2 separate regions of the Sus scrofa genome follow, and region 1 is linked to region 2. The links are chromatin contacts, called in public Hi-C maps. All regions are on one chromosome and are shown on one strand. Each heading gives the region's core, a stretch centred on a gene start, on an enhancer-like site or on the middle of the called end of the contact. The rest is flanking DNA. Distances are from core to core; before and after follow the strand shown. Region 1 overlaps AP2S1 (adaptor related protein complex 2 sigma 1 subunit). Region 2 overlaps LOC100513542 (serine/threonine-protein phosphatase 5).

What was found. Hi-C and Micro-C count contacts between places; a contact is called where the count stands out from the background.
Region 1: a contact with region 2 is called in a Hi-C map of liver, with 3 times the contacts expected there. The contact joins two enhancer-like sites. A contact is called at or near these places in 5 of 47 Hi-C or Micro-C datasets (embryonic fibroblasts, fetal heart ventricle, liver and 2 more).

The regions. Positions count from the first base shown.
Region 1 is chr6:52,689,891-52,696,678 of Sscrofa11.1, forward strand. AP2S1 (adaptor related protein complex 2 sigma 1 subunit) reads right to left here. Exons shown (of 4, transcript NM_001244453.1): 3 at 6,662-6,775; 4 at 5,750-6,146. The coding sequence ends at 6,045. Among named protein-coding and RNA genes, the nearest start is that of AP2S1, 9.9 kb to the right of the region's middle. Within about 2 kb of position 4,716, at least 12 of the 83 cell types and tissues checked have an H3K27ac peak or open chromatin away from gene starts, as enhancers often do. A contact at or near this core is called in liver, where this site is marked.
Region 2 is chr6:52,389,403-52,396,435 of Sscrofa11.1, forward strand. It overlaps LOC100513542 (serine/threonine-protein phosphatase 5), which reads left to right. Exons shown (of 13, transcript XM_003127234.6): 3 at 3,321-3,468; 4 at 4,161-4,282. Among named protein-coding and RNA genes, the nearest start is that of PNMA8A, 36 kb to the right of the region's middle. Within about 2 kb of position 2,174, at least 17 of the 83 cell types and tissues checked have an H3K27ac peak or open chromatin away from gene starts, as enhancers often do. A contact at or near this core is called in liver, where this site is marked.

The DNA.
Region 1 (6,788 bases), core at 3,466-5,965, 300 kb after region 2:
TGGGTGAAGGATCCGGCATTGCCACTGCTGTGGCTCAGGCTGCTGCTGTGGCGTGGGTTCGATCCCTGGCCCGGGAACTTCCACATGCCGTGGGTTCGGCCAAAATAAATAAATAAATAACCCCTCCTCCCCAACAGCCCTGTGCAGTAGGGACTGTTATTATTGCCCCCACTTGACAGATGAGAAAACAGAGGTTCTCACCTGAGGCTGCACAGCCAGTGAGTGGGAAAGCTGCTTTGAACCCAGGCCATCTGGCTTCAGTGGCCTCACTGTTGGCCATGATGCTAAGCAATTCCACAAAGTCAGTCAGCATAGAGGAGGCCACAGGATCACCTCCAGTGACTCTCATGCTGAAGATGCAGTAATTCTAAGGCTGCCTGGATACCAGGGAATGTGTGCCTGGATGATAGACTCCTGGGGATTGCTTCAAGATAAATGCAAGGGTAGACCCTGGATGGTGAGGGCCCAGTGAGTCAATGGGTTCATAATGAAAAGCAAACAAACAGAGAGTTCCCTGGTGGTCTAGTGGTTAGGATTTGGCACTTTGACTGCTGCCACCAGGATTCAGTCCCTGCTCTGGGAACTGAGATCCCACATTAAGCCAGGGCATGCCACGGCCAAAACAGACACTCAAAATAACAGCCCATGGGAAATCCCATTGTGACTCAGTGGAAAAGAATCTGACTAGTATCCATGAAGATGCACATTCAATCCCTGGCTTTGCACAGTGGGTTAAGGATCTGGCGTGGCCGTGAGCTGTGGTGTAGGTCGCAGACACGGCTCAGATCTGGTGTTGCTGTGGCTGCAGTGTAGGCCGTGGGTACAGCTCCGATTCCACCCCTAGCCTGGGAACCTCCATATGCCACCAGTGCAGCCCTAAAATGACCAAAAAAACCAAACAAACAAACAAAAAAAAACAAAAAAAAACTTTAACAAACAAAAGCAAAAAAACGGCCTATGACATGAGGACTCTTGATTTTTCCATGAAGGCTTTGGCAAAAAGACTCCGCAGCTATAAAGGTGAGACGATGGCCCTGGCCACAGACAGACTTCCTACAATCCCAGGACTTCTGGGCTGTGCGACTCCAGCGAAAGGACTTCACATCTCTGATCCTCCGGCCCCTCACCTGCCCAGAAGAGGAGCCAGTCCCAACCTCCTTCGAGAGCATGTGTGAGGGATTTCCCTTCATGGCTCAGCCGTTAATGAACGAGACTAGGATCCAAGAGGATGTGGGTTCCATCCCTGGCCTCGCTTGGTGGGTTGGGGATCCAGCATTGCTATGAGATGAGGTTAGAGAGGGGACGGGGATCTTGTGGGTCTTGCTGAATGAAGCGGAAGCCACAGGAGCAATTTGAGGAAGGAAGTGACATCATTCTCTTATCATTTGCTTCCTGCGAAAGGATTCTGCTAACGAGCAGGGAACTTTCTGTTGGCAAAGAACAGCAAGGCGGCGACTGTGATAGTCCAGGTAGGAGATGCTGGAGGCTGGCCCAGTGGTTAGCTTGGGGTTAAGACCTTGGTTTTTTTTTAGTTAATTTAATTATTTTATTTTGTTTTATTTTATTTATTTATTTATTTATTTTGTCTTTTTGCTATTTCTTGGGCCGCCCCTGCGGCATATGGAGGTTCCCAGGCTAGGGGTCGAATCGGAGCCATAGCCACCGGCCTACGCCAGAGCCACAGCAACGCAGGATCCGAGCCGCGTCTGCAACCTACACCACAGCTCACTGCAACGCCGGATCGTTAACCCACTGAGCAAGGGCAGGGACCGAACCCGCAACCTCATGGTTCCTAGTCGGATTCGTTAACCACTGCGCCACCACAGGAACTCCCTGTTTTGTTTGTTTTATTTTATTTTTAGGCCACAGGTGTGGCATATGGAAGTTCCCAGCCTGGGGGAGGGGTGTCGAATCAGAGCTGCGGGAGTGAGAGCCCCTGTCCTGGCGCCGCAGAAATGAATCTGACTAGGAACCATGAGGTTGTGGGTTCGATCCCTGACCTTGCTCAGTGGGCTAAAGATCTGGCGTTGCCGTGTAGGTTGCAGACACAGCTCGGATCCTGCATTGCTGTGGCATAGGCTGGTAGCTATAGCTCTGATCGGACCCCTAGCCTGGGAATCTCCATATGCCATGGGTGTGGCCCTAAAAAGAAAAAAAAAAAAAAAAAAACAACTGCAGGAGTTCCCATTGTGATACAATAGAAATGAATCTGACTAGTATCCTTGAGGTTGCAGGTTCCATCCCTGGCCTCACTCTGTGGGTCAGGGATCCAGCATTGCATGGGCTGTGGTGTAAGTCACAGACAGGGCTCGGTTCCCGAGTTGCCATGGCTGTGGCATAGGCTGGCAGCTGCAATTCCAATTTGATCCCTAGCCTGCGAACTTCCATATGCTGCACCTTGAAAGCAAAAAGCACAACAAAACCAAGAAAACTGCAGCTGCCAGCCTGCACCACAGCCACTGCATAGCGGAATCCTTAAGCCACTGACTGAAGCCAAGAATTGAATCCCCAGCCTCATGGATACTAGTGGGTCTCAACCCACTGAGCCACAGTGGGAACTCCAGGATTAAGACTTTGGATGCAGGTTGAAGCTCACACCAAAATGATTGCCTGCTGACTAAATGTGGGATGTACGAAGGACAGAAGAGGCATGAACCCCATCCAAGGGTCCAGCCTTCATACCTGAAAAGACAGTGGATTCCATGCTGCTCAAGGAAATAGGATATTCCAGCGCTTAATGTGCAGCCACTCATAGGAAAGTGCCCAACTTGTGCCATGTTAGTTTAAGAGGATGTTGTCAGCCAAGTGCAGGATTGCATCCCAGGGGAGGGAAGGCAAGGCTGACCCTGGCCAACCTTGAAAAGACTCAGGCAGGTGTCAGGCATGGAGCCAGTTTTCCAGCTAACATTACCCTCTGGGCTGGGCTGGGCTGGGCTGGCCTCTCCCTTCCCCAGACCAGAAGGAAATAATCTCTCCCATCCCCACCTGGAATTCACTCTCAACCAGGTTCCTGAGGCTCCCACACCCTCCTGCCAGGCCTCTCTTCACTCAGCCCACCGATAACTAATAGGCTACATCTCAGCTGTTTTGTATGTGGCTTGAGCTAGAGATACAATCTCCTACCCCATGTACCTAGCCCGCCTCCTGTCCGCATCTTCAGGGACTTCTAAAGATGTTTCCCCCTTCCTCTTTTGCACATTAGCCCATTTGGCTGTTCCTCATCTTCTTTTTTTTTTTTTTTCCCCTTTTTAAAAAAAATTTTTAGGGCCACACTCGAAGCATATGGAGGTTCCCAGGCTAGGGGTCGAATCAGAGCTGTAGCTGCCGGCCTACACCACAGCCACAGCAACGTGGCATGCGAGCTGCGTCTGTGACCTACACCACAGCTCACGGAAACACCGGATCCTTAACCCACTGAGCAAAGCCAGGGATCGAACCCTCAACCTCATGGTTCTTAGTTGGATTCGTTTCCGCGGCACCATGATGGGAACTCCATCATCTAAGCACTTTGTTCTGCAACCCACGGGGATGACTTTTGTGTATGGTGTGAGGGAGCAATCAGATCTCCCAGCCCATGGGTGTAACCCACACCCTCCCCCAGGGTCTGGAAGGCCCCTTCTGTCTTGTACTAAATCTCCATGGATTTGTGTGTCTGTTTCTGGCCTATTCTCTCTCTCTTTTTTTTTTTTAATGGCCAAACCTGAGGCATATGGAAGTTCTCTGGGCCAGGGGTCAGATTGGAGCTGCCACAGCCACAGCCACAGCACCTGGGGATCTGAGTCGCATCTACGGCAACGCTGGATCCTCGACACACTAGCAAAGCCAGGGATCAAACCTGCATCCTCATGGATACTAGTTGGATTGGTTTCCGCTGCATCGCAACGGGAACTCCACAATGCCAGATCTGAGCCAGATCTTCAACCTACCCCAAAGGTTGCAGTAACACCAGTTCCTTACTTAACCCACTGAGCAAGGCCAGGGATGGAAGCTGCATCTTCATGGAAATTAGTTGGGTTCATAATGACTGAGCCACGACCCAAACTCCCAGTTTTTATTTCTCTTGGCCAAACAGGAGTCTGTGTGCTGAGTCATAAAGTAAGCATAATGTTTAACTTTGTGAGATCCTGCCCCATTTCGCAATCCCACCAGCAATATATGAGAGTTTGGTTGCTCCGCATGCTTGCCGGCACTTGTTTTTTTTTTTGTTTGTTTGTTCCCGCCCTTTGATTCCGGGGCCAGGGATCAAATAGCATTGACCCAAGCCACTGCAGTGACAAAGCTGGGTCCTTAATTCAATATGCCGTGAGATAACTCAACGCACTTGGTTTTCAGTTTATTTTATTTAGCTTTTTTGGCCACACCTGTGTGGCATATAGACGTTCTCAGGCCTGAGGTCAAATCAGAGCTGCAGCTGCCAGCCTATGTCACAGCCACAGCAACGCCAGATCCGAGCCTCGTCTGTAAACTACACCATAGCTCATGGCAACCCTGGATCCTTAACCCACTTGAACAAGCCCAGGGATCAAACCTGCACCCTCATAGATACTAGTCAGGTTCTTAACCCACTGAGCCACATCGGGAACTCCTCAACCCACATTCCAGATGAAGAAACAGAGGTCAGAGAGGTTAAGTGACTTACCCCAAGTCTTCACAGTGTGGATGTGGCTGAGCTGGAACACGCCTGCCTCTGTAGTTGGGAGAGTGACGCAAAGCGCTGGCACATTAATAAGAGCAGAGTCAACATGCCTGGTGCTGTTCTTGGCTCTGCCAAGGGAGCTGGTCACGGCTGCAGCCAAAGGCCATCACGCTGCTCTCAATGGGCAGGGGCTGGGGGAGTGGGGGGAGGGGGACGCGACCAGTCCAGAGGGGACCAGAAACATGCAATGATGTTTTCTTGTCACAATGGCCAAGGGCCACTGAGGACTGGCAATTGGCAGATGGAGGCAGACAATCAGGCCACTACTGGCACAGTCTCATGCCAGAAAGAATCAACCCACCCCAAGTGCCAGCGGGGCCGTGCCTGAGAACCACGAACACTGGGTCCAGTGCCTGCACTTGCAACCACCTCCGGTCTGGCGGTTATTGAGGATTCTGCGAACTTCCGCTGGAGCGCAGTGGGTAAATGATCCGGCGTGGCCGCAGCTGAGGCATAAGTCAAAGCTCCAGCTCAGGTTCAAGCCCGGCCCAGGAACTTCCATTTGCCATAGGGTGGCCAAAAAAGAAAAAAAAAAAAAGAACATGGAGTCTGGAGCCACCTGGGCTCAAAACCAACCTGGTTCAGCTGCAGACTAGCTACGTGAGTCTTTTTAAACTCGGCGATCTCCTCTGGAAAATGGGGCTACTCATCCCGTGAGGATTAAGTAAGGTAATAGGCATGGATCCTTAGAACTGAGCTTAAGAGCTGTCAATGTGGGCTAAGAGTACCACCATTTATTATATTCTTTTGGCTGCACCCACAGCATGCAGAAGTTCCCCGGGCCAAGCCACAGCAGTGACAACACCAGATCCTTAACCTGCTGAGCCACCAGAAATAACAATGCTATGATTATTTTAGTAGCAAGTGCTCAGTGTCTCAGTCTGTCACCCCTTCCAGGCTCGGGTACCCTCTGTGGGCAGAAGCAGGTGTGAATGCACCCATCCCCCAACCCCACCACCTTGCTCAGGATGAGGAGGGTTTGTTGACTATCTGACACACTGATGGCAGGGCACCGGGAGCTGCCCACGTTTCCCAGGGAAGACAGACAAGTGCTCAAAGACATGAGGCCAGGCGGGGACCACAGATTTATTGGGGGGCTCCACGCACGCACTCACAGCATCACACAATGACAACAGGCACGGGTACTCGGTACACGCGAAGTGGCCTCTGCCCGCAGTTGGGGCCCAGGGGCCGTGGGGTGGGGCTTCCTCCCTTGTGGCCCAGACCCAGCTGGGTGCCTTCCTCCTGGGCAGCTGAGGGAGGAGCCGCAGGGGGCAACGATGCCAGGCCTGGGAACGGGGAGGGAGCAGGCTGGTCCGGGGAGGGGTGAGAAGCCGGGCGGCCGCCCTCACTCCAGGGACTGCAGCATCAGCAGCTGTTTGAGCACCTTCGTCTGGCTGGTCTCACGGATCTCACCGGCCAGGAACATCTCGTCCACGACCGTGTAAACCTGAGTGAAGGGAGGTCAAGGGGAGATCCCGGGGCGATCACCCCAGAATGCTGATCTGAACCTCAGGACCTGGGGGGCGCTCTGACGCCTGACAGCCAGGGACCAGGCATCAGCAGAGGCACTGGGGCAGCTGTAGGGTTCTGGCCCACCCTCCTGCCCCCAACTCCCAGCCCCTCGGCCAGGACCCACCTTGTAGAAGTTGAACACCAGGTCCAGTTCACAGACATTGTGGAAATACTCATTTAAGACCTGGGCGAGGAAGACAGAGTTGCTGAGAGACAGGCAGGGAGGGAGACACACAGCACCAGCAACGAGGGGCATCGGGAAGCGACGGCGGAAAAAGGTCAGAAAGAAACCGAGGAAGAGGGAAAGCCCAGAGCAGAGGACACAGCGAGGGGGGGGCGGGAAAGACCTCATGTCTGTGCCTCCTCCCGCTCCCCCCCGACTGAGGGGAAAACAAGGGGGTCCCGAGCACCCCAAGGGAGGGGACCAGGGCTGCCCGCCCGCCCGCGCACCTCCACAAAGTTGTGGATGGCCTCCAGGTAGGCCAGGTTGTTGTCGTTGACGTCCACGCAGATGCAGAAGTAGAGGCCGGCGTAGCGTCGGTAAATGATCTTGAAGTTCCGGAACTGCGGGGCGGAG
Region 2 (7,033 bases), core at 924-3,423:
GCCCTGCCCCCCGAAAGAAAATAATCATAATGGCCCGCCACATGTTGTCATGTCACCCAGAGGTCAGGAGCACTTGGTGAGGGACCTGGTTTTTGCTGCTGGTCTCTAGTCCCTCACCTCAGTTCTAAACCCAACTGTTTGAAAAAACAGTCTGGTAAGTTCAGTCAACTCGTTTGGTGATGAAAGCTGACCTGGACTTAAAATAGGAGGCTGTCAATGGTCTTGAATGCTCCCAGGTGGTGCAATTGGAGGTTTTGCTGCAGAAACAGAAGGGTGTGTAGTCTCCAGGTGCCACCTGGTCCACTGGGGGCGTCACATAACATACAGCCCTGGCACCGTGTCACCTTTCTGAAATCCGGGCAGTTCCCAGTTCCCCAGTACACGCAGCCCCCATGGCTTCACATGGGGATGTTGAGCCTGTGTTAGCGTTTTGTCGGTTGGAGCACTGTAGTTACTGCCCATTAGTACTCCCAGCTGAAAAGGCTCCTTTTTGAAAACAGCTTTTAATTTTGAGAGTGCCATAGCTTCACTCGGAGTTATAAGAAGTAATATAGAGGTCCCATTCTCCCAGTTTCCCCACTGACATAACTGGCATCATTACGAAAATACCATAGTCAGATACTGACACGGACATGGCCTAGATCCCACTTTGTTGGGTTTTTTGTTTTTTGTTTTTTTTTTTGGTTTTTTTGTCTTTTCTAGGGCCGCTCCTGCAGCATATGGAGGTTCCCAGGCTAGGGGTCTAATCAGAGCTATAGCCGCCGGCCTACGCCACAGCCATAGCAACGTCAGATCCGAGCCACATCTGCGACCTACACCACAGCTCACGGCAATGCCGGATCCTTCACCCACTGAGCAAGGCCAGGGATCGAACCTGCAACCTCATGGTTTCTAGTTGGATTCATCTCTGCTACGCCACGACAGGAACTCCGGGGCCCGATGTTAAGTTGTCACATTACCCCCCCCACCCCAGGATTGCTGGCACCCTCCTTGCTTTCTAGATGCTGAGGGAGGCCAGAGAGGTGGGGCTGCCTGCACTCTGACCATGACCAGCGTCTCCCTGAAGGGGTGCAGGGCGCTGTGGGGACGATGGCCGAGAGTAGGGAGGTGAGCACGTCCCAGCGTGCATGGCGGGAGTCACAATCTTATGCAGGGAGAGAACCAAACGCTGGCTTCTTAGATCAGTGTCTTTGCCTCTCTGGGCCTCAGTTTCCTTATCTGTCCAGTGGAGATTGTGATCACACCACGTAGCGCTGCTCTGACGATCAAGTGAGCAGGGCAGTTGCTTACACCCTCAGACGCATAGTAAGCACTGCACTGGGTACGCTTGCCGCTGCTGTTACTGCCCCAGCTCCTTTAGTCCCGGCAGCGTAGTGTTGTCTGAGAACCCGGCAGGGGCTCAGAGGAGATGCTTGGGGTGGCGGGGTCGTCCTTGTCCAGTCAGGACGTTTGTTGACATCTGGGACTCAGCCTCAGCTCCCGCCTCCCAGCCACCTTCCAGTGGGGAGGCAGGTTCCTGCAGTACTCGGCCTGCTGGGGAGCCCCGAGGGGGTACCTGACGCAGCCTGGCGGATGGGGGCAGTGGTTGCACATGAGGGAGCTGAGAGCCGGAAGAGGAGCAGGAGCTAGAAAGGAGCTGGAGGTGGAAGTGTGCTCTGGGCCAAGCCTGTACGAGGCCTGGAGGTGAGCGGGAGCTGGCCCCTTTGGGGACTTGTGAGTTTGGTCTGGCTGGTAGTGCTGAGCAAACAGAGGGTGGCTTGGACTTTATCCTGGGGTGTGGACTATAACCTCTCCTCGTTGGGAAGGACTCCAGGGAATGCCTGGTGCTGCTTTTCTCCTAAGCCTGGCACGGTGCCCCCACCCCAGGTGGAGCTGCCTGGCAGGGTGCCCTAGCCTGAGCCTGCCCAGACCCAGCTCCCTGCCACCCCACCTGGCCTGCATACCCATTCTGGGGGGTGGGGGAGCCCCATTGACCCTCGGGGATCAGCAAGTGCCTTTGTCCGGGCTTCTGACCCTTTCTGGTGGTCTCTTTCCACCAGGGACATGGCAGCCCTGGCAGCCCTTCCTGCCCGCTGTGGGGAGCAGGAGCTGAGGGGGCCCACACCTAGGGAGGCCAGCAGGATGGGCAGGTCAGCCAGGGTCCACTCCTAATCGCACTGACAGTAGCTAAAGGGCGTCTCGGAGTGAACTCACTTGCCCAAGGTCACACAGCAAGTGAGGGGCAGAGCCGGGCTCTGCGTGCAGGCCTGCCTGCTTCTGAGCTTGGAGGAGTAGAGTTTGTAGGAAGCAACGTAGAAGGGAGGGACAGCGCCGGCTCCTTTTACTGAGAACTAAGCGTGTCCTGAGGTCTGGGGCTCAGTGCGTGTGATCTCATTTAATCCGCACAGCAGCCTATGAATGGCGGCCGAGGAGGGCAGCATGTGAGCATGTGGAGTTGACTCTTGCCCGGCCCCGCTGCGTGCACTCACTCAGTCCTCTCAGCTGCCCGCTGAGGGGGACGGGGTCGCAGGCAAACTCATTGCCCAGGTCACGCTCCTGATGATTGCAGAGCTGAGATTGGAACCCACGAGTCCTGGATCTGTGACCCAGTCTCTACCTTCCTTCAGAAGAGAAAACTCAGGGGCTCATTTGCCCTGGGTCCCTCCCCACCTCCCGCAAAGCCCAAAGTTGAATGAGGGCCTTGCCACCACTGGGTGCCGGCTGCTGCTCGCCCACCCAGGCTGCCCGCCAGGCCCTGTGTTCATTACTTAGCCTCCCAACAGCCCTGGCAGGTGGAGCCTGTCGTGTCTGCATTTTGTGGATGAGAAAACTGAGGATCATGGAGTCCAGGTTCCCCGGCAAGTCATTGCCTCTTCAGATGAGTCTGGGCTGTTAACAGAGACTTTGGATCAGCCCCTGCTTTCCTCTCAATCCCACCCACCTTGGAAATAACATCATGAACTGTGCCTCGGCCCACCCTGGTTCCAGCGAGGAAGCTGGAGCTGGACGCGTGCCTCCAGTGGCCAGTTGATGGTGGTCAGAGCTGAGATTTATTATGAGTGTCTGTGTGGGTTAACATGTTTACCTTCTCAGCAGCCCTGTGTTGGCAGCTCCGTCAGGCCCACTTTGGGGGTGCAGAAACCGAGGCCTAGAGGCTGAGCCCAAGCTTGTATCCCTGGTACCCGGTGGCCCAGCCACTCTGCTCCACGTTGGTGGAGCCTGGGGCCAGGCAGGCCAAAGATGGCCATGGCGTCTGTCTCCTTGAGGCTCCTTTGCCCGACCTCGGCCTGGGCGTTGATACCTGTTCCCTTCCTTCCCCTCTCACCCACCCACACACCCAGGTGGTGAAGGTGAAGCCCCACGACAAGGACGCCAAGATGAAGTACCAGGAATGCAACAAGATCGTGAAGCAGAAAGCCTTCGAGCGGGCCATTGCAGGTGATGAGCACAAGCGCTCCGTCGTGGACTCACTCGACATCGAGAGCATGAGTGAGTAGGGTCTGGGTGCGCTCTCCGTGCCCTACCCAGAACATTGCACATCCTGGCCTGGACCTTCCATTCCCCTGCATGCTGGGGCCTGGGGGCCGTGGGGCTCACGCACCGTCTGTTGCTCCTCTGCCTGCGCACCTGGGGACTCCACAGTCCAGAGCTGGGGCTGCAGGCCCCCAGGTCCAGCGAGCTTCCCTGCTGTACTGCCCACCCTGCCACCCACAGCTGCACCCACCTGTTGTGGACCTTCCATGTCTGATTTGTCCTTAGGTCCCCTAGGCACTCAGATGAGTCATTCATTCCGCAGATGACTGTTGGGCACCTCCTGGGTGCCAGACGCTGGTGTAGGCCCTGGGGATGCAGCTGTGGACAGACCTGTCCCTGCCCTCGAGGGGCTGGTGTCCCGGTGGGGAGAGGATGGACTCGTCAGCTCACAGTGCTGAGCGCGGTCACGTCCTGGCAGGGAGGGGCCGCGGTAGACGGGGAGGGCACCGAGAGGGCCTGGGAGCTGACCTGAGCGGAAGGAGCGGCCATGAGAGGCCCCGGCCAGGGGAGGACGCTTCTCTCACTCCGTCCCCCTCTCAACCTGTGTGTCCAGAGCCGTGTCTGCCCCGTGCCTGGGAGCCCGGCCCCACTTCCCACCCTCCCAGTGGCCGTGGCCACTGACTCTGGTCCCCCCATTCACACACCAGCCATCGAGGATGAGTACAGCGGGCCCAAGCTGGAGGACGGCCGAGTGACAGCCACCTTCATGAAGGAGCTCATGCAGTGGTACAAGGACCAGAAGAAACTGCACCGGAAGTGCGCCTACCAGGTAACGCCCCGGCGGGGGCTGCCCAGCTGTGCCTGAAGCCCACCGCAGAGGGCCACTCCAGGACGGGGGTCCCGGTGGCCCGCGCTTGCTGAGCCCGGGGCGCGCCAGGCGCCATGCAAAGGAATCCTTTACTTCTAGCGTTTCCACTGGCTTATTTTTGAAGACCGCTTTCATCTCTCTGCCACATATGCTCGTGCATGTCATTTGCCTTTCCTGCTAGAGCCTTTAACACATTTTTCATGGTTATTTTCAAGTCTCTGTCTGGATATTCCACCATCTGGGTCATCTCGCGGTCTGCTTCCATTGTCGGCTTTTTGTGTCTTTAAATTTTTTATTGTATGCCAGACATTTTGTGTAAAAGAACAGTAGTTCTCTTGTGGCAGTGGGTTAAGGATCCGGCATCATCACTGCAGTGGCTCAGGTCACTTCCATGTGCCGTGGCCACGACCAAAAAAAACAGTAGCGACCAAGGCAAATAACGTTTTTCTGCACATCATGGCAGGACCTGGTTCTGTCGGGCTGCTAGTGGCAGGGCTGTGTCCCTCTCGTCGGCAGTCGAGGGGCAGCTCTTCTTGGCCTTTGTTCACGGCTGGCTTCAGATTTTTTTCAGAGTGAATCAGGACGCTCCTGTCAGCAGGGCTTGGGATCTCAGCCCTGCCAAAATCCTGGGCATGTCTTTGCGCTGTCAAGTCTCCAGCTTTTGAAACTGTAGGAAAACGCTACATTTTTTTTTTTTTTCCCCCTCTACAGACCTGCTGCCAGATTTTGGGGTGGCTGGTGAGTTTTCCGCTCTCTAGTCTCGCCCCCACTTTTGTGCCTCAGAAGGCCTCTCTCCACCACGCCGCCTCGTGCCCGCGTGGCCGTGGAGAGAATCGGTGGGCGAGGGCACAGGCCTGCATCAGGGGCTGCTTGGGGCTTTGTCATGCCAGCTGCCCCGAGGGAGACAGTCACAGTCCCTTTTTCCTGGGAACCCTCACTGTCCCCATTCGAGTAATTCAGACCTCTTTGCATCCTTGACTCAGATGTGTTTCAGAGTGTTTGTTTGTTAATTTGTTTTTGGTGTTTGGGTTTGTTTGTGGTTTTTTGTCCCTTTGGCTCTTTCTCCTCATGGGCCAGAGGGACTATCTTCGATAACTTTCCGTGTTCTGACCAGCAGTGGCCATCTACTTGACTTTAACACTTTGTTGTCCTAACGTTTTATGTAGAAACGTGTCAAATCTACAGAAAAGTCAAAAGAACAGTTCTGTAAACATCTGTACCCTCTTCACCTAGATTCACTAACTGTTCACATTTTGACGCCTTCTGTGTATACATGTATATGCGTGTGTGTCACGCACACCCTTTTTACTTTCGCCCAACCACTCGAGAATAAGTTGCATCATAACCTGAATCCCCTAAAAACAGGACATTCTCTTGCTTGACTGTAACTTAGTCATCCCACCGCAGAACTTTAGCTTGGATACAGTAATACCAGCTAAGGCGGACAGCCCCAGGCCGACCATAAGACCCGCAGACACTGTCAGATGCACATGACATTGTCAAGGTCATCTTCAATCACTGAGAACGGGCACTATCTGTGTTGCCAGGCGAATATTTTAATTTCCCCCAGTTATTTTTCAAAACATCATTTTAGCTGTTTTTTTATTTTTATTTTTATTTATTTATTTATTTTTAATTTTATTTTCCCACTGTACAGCAAGGGGATTAAGCTATCCTTACATGTATACATTACAATTACATTTTTTCCCCCACCCTTTGTTCTGTTGCAACGTGAGTTTAGCTGTTTTTTTTAAAATGCAGAATCCAAGAATCAATTACTGCATAGGACCTGCATTTTTTACCTCTTTCCATCTAGAATAGTCAGTCTCATACCTTTTTGCAAAATTCTTTTTTTTTTTTTTTTTTTTTTTTTTTGTCTTTTTTGCTATTTCTTGGGCCGCTCCTGTGGCATATGGAGGTTCCCAGGCTAGGGGTCCATTTGGAGCCGTAGCCACCGGCCTACGCCAGAGCCACAGCAACGCGGGATCCGAGCCGCATCTGCAACTTACACCACAGCTCACGGCAACACCAGATCCTTAACCCACTGAGCAAGGCCAGGGATCGAACCCGCCTAGTCTTATTTATTAACCGCTGTGCCATGACGGGAACTCTGTTTTTGCAAAATTCTTTTGTGACGCTGATATTTAGATATTTCCAAGCCAGTTGTTTTATAAAATGTTACACATCTGGATTCAGCCTGAGAGTTTCTTTTTTCTTTTTTGTCTTTTTTCTTAGGGCCGCACCTGCAGCATATGTAGATTCCCAGGCTAGCAGCTGAATTGGAGCTGTAGCTGCCGGCCTGCACCAGAGCCACAGCAATGCCAGATCCATGTCTGCAACCTACACCACAGCTCACGGCCACACCGGATCCTTAACTCACTGAGCGAGGCCAGGGATCGAACCTGCATCCTTTTGGATACTAGTCAGGTTCATTTCCGCTGAGCCACGACAGGAACTCCCAGCTTGGGTGTTTCTTGGCGCTGATTGTTTTAGGAGAAATCAGGAGTCTAGGGCTTCCTGTGAAATAATCCTAATATTTAAATGCTACATAGGCCACTCAGGTCATAGCCTGGGGGCCACCTCTGTTTCCGGCTGGGCCTCCCCTACCTGTTCCTCTCAGCACCCCACTTCTCACCCTCAGCCCAGCAGCGTCTCCTGGCCAGTCCAGTCCCCAGGGTCGGGGTGGGTGGCAGGCCATCCAGCTGGCCCCGC